Linked DNA regions of Sus scrofa: region 2 is linked to region 1. The links are chromatin contacts, called in public Hi-C maps. All regions are on one chromosome and are shown on one strand. Each heading gives the region's core, a stretch centred on a gene start, on an enhancer-like site or on the middle of the called end of the contact. The rest is flanking DNA. Distances are from core to core; before and after follow the strand shown.

Evidence for each region. Hi-C and Micro-C count contacts between places; a contact is called where the count stands out from the background.
Region 2: a Hi-C map of skeletal muscle shows a contact between it and region 1, with 2.8 times the contacts expected there. The contact joins the promoter of NUFIP2 here to the enhancer-like site in region 1. A contact is called at or near these places in 1 of 5 promoter capture datasets (liver), 9 of 47 Hi-C or Micro-C datasets (alveolar macrophages, brain, embryonic fibroblasts and 4 more) and 2 of 2 datasets of contacts at active chromatin or transcription factors (alveolar macrophages and skeletal muscle).

The regions. Positions count from the first base shown.
Region 1 is chr12:45,402,684-45,406,299 of Sscrofa11.1, reverse strand. No RefSeq gene overlaps it. Among named protein-coding and RNA genes, the nearest start is that of CRYBA1, 62 kb to the left of the region's middle. Within about 2 kb of position 1,994, at least 19 of the 83 cell types and tissues checked have an H3K27ac peak or open chromatin away from gene starts, as enhancers often do. A contact at or near this core is called in liver and skeletal muscle, where this site is marked.
Region 2 is chr12:45,504,608-45,508,223 of Sscrofa11.1, reverse strand. It overlaps NUFIP2 (nuclear fragile X mental retardation-interacting protein 2), which reads left to right and starts at 1,637. Exons shown (of 4, transcript XM_021067508.1): 1 at 1,637-2,020. The coding sequence starts at 1,732. It overlaps LOC106507970, which reads right to left and starts at 3,208. Exons shown (of 2, transcript XM_021067509.1): 1 at 2,621-3,208; 2 at 98-896. The coding sequence starts at 3,199. The coding sequence ends at 870.

The DNA of each region.
Region 1 (3,616 bases), core at 745-3,244:
GCCATGAGCTCTGGTGTAGGTCGCAGACGCGGCTTGGATCCCGAGTTGCTGTGGCTGTGGTGTAGCTCCAATTCAGCCCCTAACCTGGGAACCTCCATATGCTGTGGGTCCGGCCCTAAAGAGACAAAAGACAAAAAAAAAAAAAAAAAAAGAATAATAGTACCTTGTAAGGCTGTTTTGAAGGTTAATGAATCAATACACATAAGTCATTAGAATAGCGTTACTGTCCACTTCATGAATCTGTCTCTACTGGCTGAGAAGTGCATGCTGCTGGGGAGCGTGATGGCCATCTGCCCACGGGGATGCCGCAGGCTGTTAACCCCTCGGCTCCGCTCAGGACCAGCTAGGGTGGGGGGTTACTCTTCTCCTCAGGATGGTGCTTTTGCCCAAAGGGCCTTCCAGGTGGAGGTAGGGAAATAAGGCCTGGCTTGGTCCCCAAGCTTACCCAGGGCCACATGGTAGCCTCAGAGTGAGAGGCTTTGCCCTGAGCATCCAGTCTAACCTGTAGTTTGACTCCAGACTGTGCTACCTCAAAACTGTTCTGCTTTTCCGTGACTCCCTCTAGTCAAATCCTTGGCTGATACCAGTACCCTTCAAAGACCAGGCTGCTTTCTTTTTGTTTTCCAGTTGAACAAACAAACTCTACTTTTTCTGTGGTCTCTTTACAACTTATTGTGCTTCTTCACACTTGTCTTGCCTCTGGCAGCCCATCTGGATTAGGCTCGGCAGGAGTTGAGGATGGAATTAAGGCACAGAACAGAGAGGCCGCCCTGGCCCGCCAGTTCCGGGTCTGTTCTCTGCTCCTCCATCACCCGTAAGAGCTTGCCCAGACACTCCCACCTCGGATCGTCTAGCTACTGTAGCAAAACCTTTCAAATTAAGTGCCCGGGATAGAATATAATAGCGGTTGGATCCATGCCCCGTTCCCTTGCTCCCCTGGCAGGGGTGGGGTGGGGCCGGGGGCTTGAGCCTCTAGCGTGCTGAGCGTGCCAAAATCCTCTCTCCGCTGTGTCCTCGTCCCCCTCTTCTTCATTTGGTTCATCCAGCTGGCTTTGCAGGGAGGTGTCCAGTTATGGTCCCCACTACCCCCTGGCAGAACTCCTGGCAGTCTGCTCAGCACAAGACGTCCATTGCCTTATTTGCCCTTGCAAGTTCAGGGGTCTGCTGGCACTTCTCTTCCTGGGAGCACTAACAGCAGATGAGTCCTGCAGCGGGTGGTGTGGGGAAGCCCTCAGGCCACTACATTCCAGATGTCTTACCCATGCATGGTGCAGAGACTTTGCAGAAACAAGGAGCGATTGTGTGGCACTGAGGGGCTTTCTCCCAGGCCTGGGATGCCTTGGGGTGGAGACTGGCTCCCATTCAGCCTTGCCATTTCAGCCCCTCTGCATCTGGTTTCTGCTCCCAGGCTGTGGGTTAAATGGTGGCTACAGGTCCCTCCCCCACATCTTTCTGAGGCACAGTGAGTCAAGGAAAGGCATGTGGGGACAGGAGCCTAAGCAGACTCTGGGACAAGGTGGGAAAGAATAGCAGGTGGTTTGGGACAACACCTGAAGGAGCCTTTGGCAAGGATGACAAGGACAAGTTAAAAGGGGGATCCTCTGGACCAGACTGTCCAATAGAAAGTTCTGCAAAGAGATAAATGTTCTAAGTGCTCTCCCACTTAGTAGCCATTAGCCACACGTGGCTATTGAGCACTTGAAATGTGGCCAGTGACTGATGAACTGAATTTAACATTTTATTTGCTTTTAATTTAATCAGAGGTATTCCTTGTGTCAATTTAAATAGCTACACTTAAGTGGCTACCGTATTAACAGTGCAGCTCTCCACAGCTCATTCAGAAAGAAACAGTGGAGTACTCTGGAAGCTTGTCACCTCTTGCAGTCTCCCCCCCTCCCGCCCGCCGCCACCCCCCCCCCCCCGAGCCTGGGGGAGGGTGGTGTTTTCCTGTCCTCTCCGGAAGGAGGCTTGTCCTCTTGGGCAATTTCTACACTTCACCAACTCTGGAATCCTGATGCCCCAGGGCCAACAGGTCCCTGGCTGTGTGCCACCCTGACCGGGGCATTGGTTCCCCACCTCGCCAAGCATGTTTTCTGCCCAGCCTTGTAATGCTCAGGTGCTCACATGCCCCAGTGGATTTGGCCAGGGCTGTTCATGAGGAGGTGGTGGGTTGGTAGGAAAAGTAGTTTTCGCTCCTTCCTTTCTGCTTCTATGAGGATTGGATCTGTGCTTTATTTTGGCTTCAAAGGGGTTCTAGAAACAGGCCCAGTCGGGGCCTCCAGAGGCGAACACACAGATCCTTAAATTTTTTTGAATGTCCAGTGTTTGGGGGACACTGAGGGTTGTCTAAAGGAGCTTCTCTGACCTTAGGAATAAATAGCACAGGCCTCCAACTCACACCCCAGGAGACAAAACTGATATTTTTATTTAAATTGGTGTGGCTGACCCTTAAACTGGGTTTCCTTTTTTTCTCCTATGGAAGTAGAGAGGAGTTGTCATTTATGTGAAAAAGAGAACAATTCTTCTTTATGCCTATTCTCTCCGGTCTGCCCGAGGGGGTGGGGCTGGGAAGATCATGTGTGGTGCATTTATAGATTCAGAAGCCCCCAGTCTCGGTGGGATTTGGGGCAGGAGTGTGGAGGATGTTGGGAAACCATCCTCAGGGTTGGCCCTTGGCTTTGGGCCTTGTGGGAGCTTGGCAAGTAGAGGCAGTTTGGAAATCCCCAGGGGCCCTGAGGAAATCCCCAGCAGCTGAGAGTCCTCATGGAGCAGCAGGCCCACTCGCACCACCAGTCAGGTGGTCCCTGCAGGCAGCCGGGACCTGACTCCCAAGGGATGGATTCCTGGTCTTATTAGAGGACAAGCCTGGACTTCCCTGCCTAGGCTCTGTGCCCATGAGGTGGTATGGTGTCAACAGGCTCTGAGCAAACCTTCAGGTGTGCGAGGCAGGGGCTGGGAGAGTGCTAAGCCTCAGCGACCACCGCTGGGGCAGTGATGATAGGGGCTGGCTACCCGAAGCCCACTGACCCTCCTGGATTGTTTGTCCCAGATCTCTCCCCACTACACAGGCTCAAAACATCCCTGGATTCTTCTGTTTATTCATGAAGTCATTCATCCATTGTATTCCATTTATAAGCATGTGTTGAGTGACTACTATATAGAGGGGCGTTTAGGGCCGTGGGGATGGAGCAGTGATGAAAGCCAAGTCTGTCTGTGCCGACGTCATCCTTGCTTCTTCTTGACTTATCCCTCCAGGGTAACGGGCGAGGCCATCTTGCCGCTTCAGCCCCCTTGTCTCCAGCTCCCAGGGGACGCCTCTCGGGGGCGGGGCCGGGATGGCGACCCCAAAGAGGTTATATTTCGCCACTTGGGCACCGGCGGGTCCTTAAGAAGGGGGCGGCTGCCCTCTGCTGGGCTCCAGCGGCTCTACAGGGCGGGTGTATCCCAGGGCTCCGGGCGCATGCGCCGGTTTGGCCCCGCCCCAGCCCTGCCCCTGCGCTGGTGGTGGGCGGGACCAGGAAGCGTAGGCCCACCCCGGAGAAGGCGGGCGGGGGCTGACTCGGGGTGGGGGGGCGGCGCGGGGGCTGACTCGGGGCGGGGGCGGGGGCTGACTCGG
Region 2 (3,616 bases), core at 388-2,887, 100 kb before region 1:
CTTTTTAGGGCTGCACCAGAGGCATACGGAGGTCCCCAGGCTAGGGGTCTAACCACAGAGCTGAGGTACAATCTGTGACCTACACCACAGCTCATGGCAACACCAGATCCTTAACCCACTGAGCAAGGCCAGGGATCGAACCTGCAACCTCCTGGTTCCTAGTCGGATTTGTTTCTGCTGTGCCACAATGGGAACTCTTAAAAGAGGAAGGGCTGATACATACCACAACATGGATGAACCTTGACGACATTATGTTAAGTGAAATAAGCTAGACACAAAAGGACAAATATTGTATGAGTTCAATTATATAAGGTGTCATAAAAGTAGAAAAAAAAAGGTTACTAGGGCATGGGGGAAAGAGGGAATGGAGAGTTACTGTTTAACGGGTACAGAGTTTCAGTTTCTGATGATGAAAAGTTCTGGAGATGGACAGTGATGGTTTTATAACAATGTGATTGTACTTAACACTAAACAGCATACTTAAAACTGATTAAAATGGTAAATTAAAAAAACCAATATAACATACACTGAGAAAAATTACACATACATACATATTCAGTTTACGAAATAATTATAAAGCAAATATATATGTAATCACCATCTAGGTCAAGAAATAAAATATTATCAGAGTACACCCGTGCATCCCCATCACAATCTCTTTCTTCCTGCGTAGTGAGTCTCCTGACTAAACATTTGCTTTTAAAAATCAGGCTGTGATGTGGTAATGCAGGATAAGTTAAGTCAGTATTACAAAATGCAACAGACTATTTCTTTAAATTCCTATATTTTCCAAAAAAATTTTTTAAAACTTAACTTTCAAAGTGCTCTTTCCTCCTCTTTCTCTCTGGAAACTCTTCACATTCTAAAACCTATCTTGGTTCCACAGTTGACCTCACCTGCAGAGTTAAAAAAAAAAAACAATAAAACTTCAGTGTAGATTTTAGATTTTCATTCCTCCCGCTCTCCCTTGCCTCCATCTACAAAGAAACAATGATTTAAACCCTTTGTGCCCTTTTAGAAAATTACACAGATACCCCATTGTGGAATCCTATAATCCCTTCGTGGAAAGGAAGAGATTAGCATATGAATACAAAGCAAAATGAAACCAGAATACAAAATGATCTACTGGGTTGTGAAGTTCTTCTATTTGAAAAAAAAAATGTATTTATTTCCTCTTTTTATATTGTCCCTTTAGTGGTCTCAGGGTTAAGGGAATTGAGCTTCCCCTCTGGTTACCCGGAAAAGGATTTACAAAAAATAAATAAATAAATAAAGCCAACAGATTCTAAGGAGGTGCAAAACCAACAGATGGCTCCCAGAGCCAGTGAAATCACCAGTGGAATCTGCTACCCTCGACATAAGCTAGCTTTCGAGCGAGGAGTGTAGAAAGTGCTGTTCGCATACTGCGCGGTGAAGGAGAGAAAGCGACAGAAGAGCGAGCCATAGTGCTGACGTTGAAGGCCCGGCCCTGTGAGGTTGCATAGGGTAAGTGGCGTTGGCCAGGAGGCAGCGGCCAAGGGGAAGGAAAGAGGATTTGGGCGAGGGGCGGGGCCTGAGGCTCAGCGTGCCTTCTGATTGCTGGGGTGCGGCTGCCAATCTCGCAGAATCGCTCTGTTAACCAGTGCGCTGGCGAGACGCGCTCAGATATACTGAGTGAGCCCGGAGAAGCAGTCTCAGATCCTGACGGTGCAGCAGCGCGCAGCCTCAGCCAGAGAGTCCCAGCCGCTTTCAATGGAGGAGAAGCCCGGCCAGCCACAGTCTCAGCACCATCACAGCCACCACCATCCGCACCATCACCCTCAGCAGCAGCAGCAGCAGCAGCAGCAGCCGCCGCACCACCACCACCATTATTATTTCTACAACCATAGCCACAACCACCATCACCACCACCATCACCAGCAGCCTCACCAATACCTGCAGCATGGAGCCGAGGGCAGTCCCAAGGCCCAGCCAAAGCCGCTGAAACATGAGCAGAAACACGCCCTCCAGCAGCACCAGGAAACGCCGAAGAAGAAAACAGGTCCGGGAGGGAGAACGAATGGGGGAAGGGGGATGGGGTGGGGGGGGTAGGGGAGATGGGGGTGGGGCTGGATCGGGAGAGCGCGGACCGGGTCGAGGTGTGTGTGTGTGTCCCCATCCTGCGGGTCTGGGGAAGCCCCCTTTCATTCTCCAAAAGCTCGGGTTGGGCCTCGGAGTTTGCAGCGCCCTCTTCTTCCCCTCAGCATGGGAGAGGCCCAATCGGGCCTGTGTGACCTTCCCGGCCCCCGCCCGGGCTGGAGGGAGACTCGGAGGGTCGGCCTTGGAAGTCTAACCCTATATTCCTTTCTCATTTGCCTTCCTGGGGCCCTGGAGGGAGCCTAATTTGGGGGCGAACTTAGCCCCCTCCCAAATCCTTTGGGGTGTAACTCGGGAAGGCCTAGCGAATTCCGACTTGGGTGGCGTCGCGAGACCCTTTTGCAGGCGGCGAGGAAAGGGTAGGGGGGCAGACTTGAAGTGTCCTTCCTCACCCGTCACCCCAAGCCCACCTGTGGCCTTGGGGTTCCCCGTCTGGGGGGGGCGGTTGGGACCCTTTATCTCTCGGGTCATTTCCACCACTAGACGCCCCATTTGGGCACCGGACCTCGTAGTCTGTCCTCACGGCTCCTCCCGAGGCCGGCGCCCCAGGCCCGCTCCCCCCAGAGCCGGCGCGGCTGGAATGTTCTCTCCTCCTCGCGAGGCCGCTTCCTGTCCGCCATGTTGGAAGCCGATTCCTGTCACTGACTCCGGCCCACTGAAGAACAGAGGGGGAAGGGTGTCGAGGGGCGCACAGCGCGGCGAAGCCGGGTGGCTCGGGAACCCCCCTGGCGTCGCGTCGCCCCCCACACTGCGGGGGCGCCGCCGCCCCCGGCCCGCGGCCGCCCCTCCCCCAGTCGCCGGCCGGGTTGTGTAACCCGGTGGCGGCCGCGCGGCCCCGGGCGGGTCCCTGGGGTGAGGGGCGGGGGCGGTTGGGGTGGGGGAGGGACTCGGCCACGAGGGGAGCGGCCTGCGCCGGGCCCCGCGCGCCGGCGGCCGCGTTTCCCGCTCCCGGGTGCGGCGGGAGGCGCGGGCGTTCGGGGCTGGGAGCCGGCCTAGAAGCTGAGCTGAGAGAGAAGGAGGCCGCGGGCGGCGGCCGCGGGTGCTTCTCCGGGCAGGAGGGCTGGGGGGGGCGGGGGGGATACATTTTGGGTAGAGGCGGTGCCTGAAGGCCGGGTGGGGTACCCAGCGGGAACCAGGCTCCCCGGTCACGAGTTTCTCTGCCACAGGAACCTCGTCTCCTGCCAGGTTCGCTCACGACTCCGCCTCTCAGGCTTTCTCTTGGGCCCTTTTCCTTCTAGCAGCTCATTTTTACAAAAAAAAAAAAAAAAAAAAAAAAAAGCTTGTTCTATCTCCCTCCTAGCCGCAACATTTACCATCTGGGGTTGGGCAGTGTTATTGAAAGGCGAGATTAGAAAAAATGTTTGGATGGGGGAAAGGGCGAGGGTTTTTGTTTTTTTTTTTCACCCTGCTTTCTTGCCCTTAAGGGTGAACCGAGGTGGCTCATCCATGAGGTTGGTGCACTACCATCTTGCCTGGGATGAAGCTTTTTATCACGTTAAAA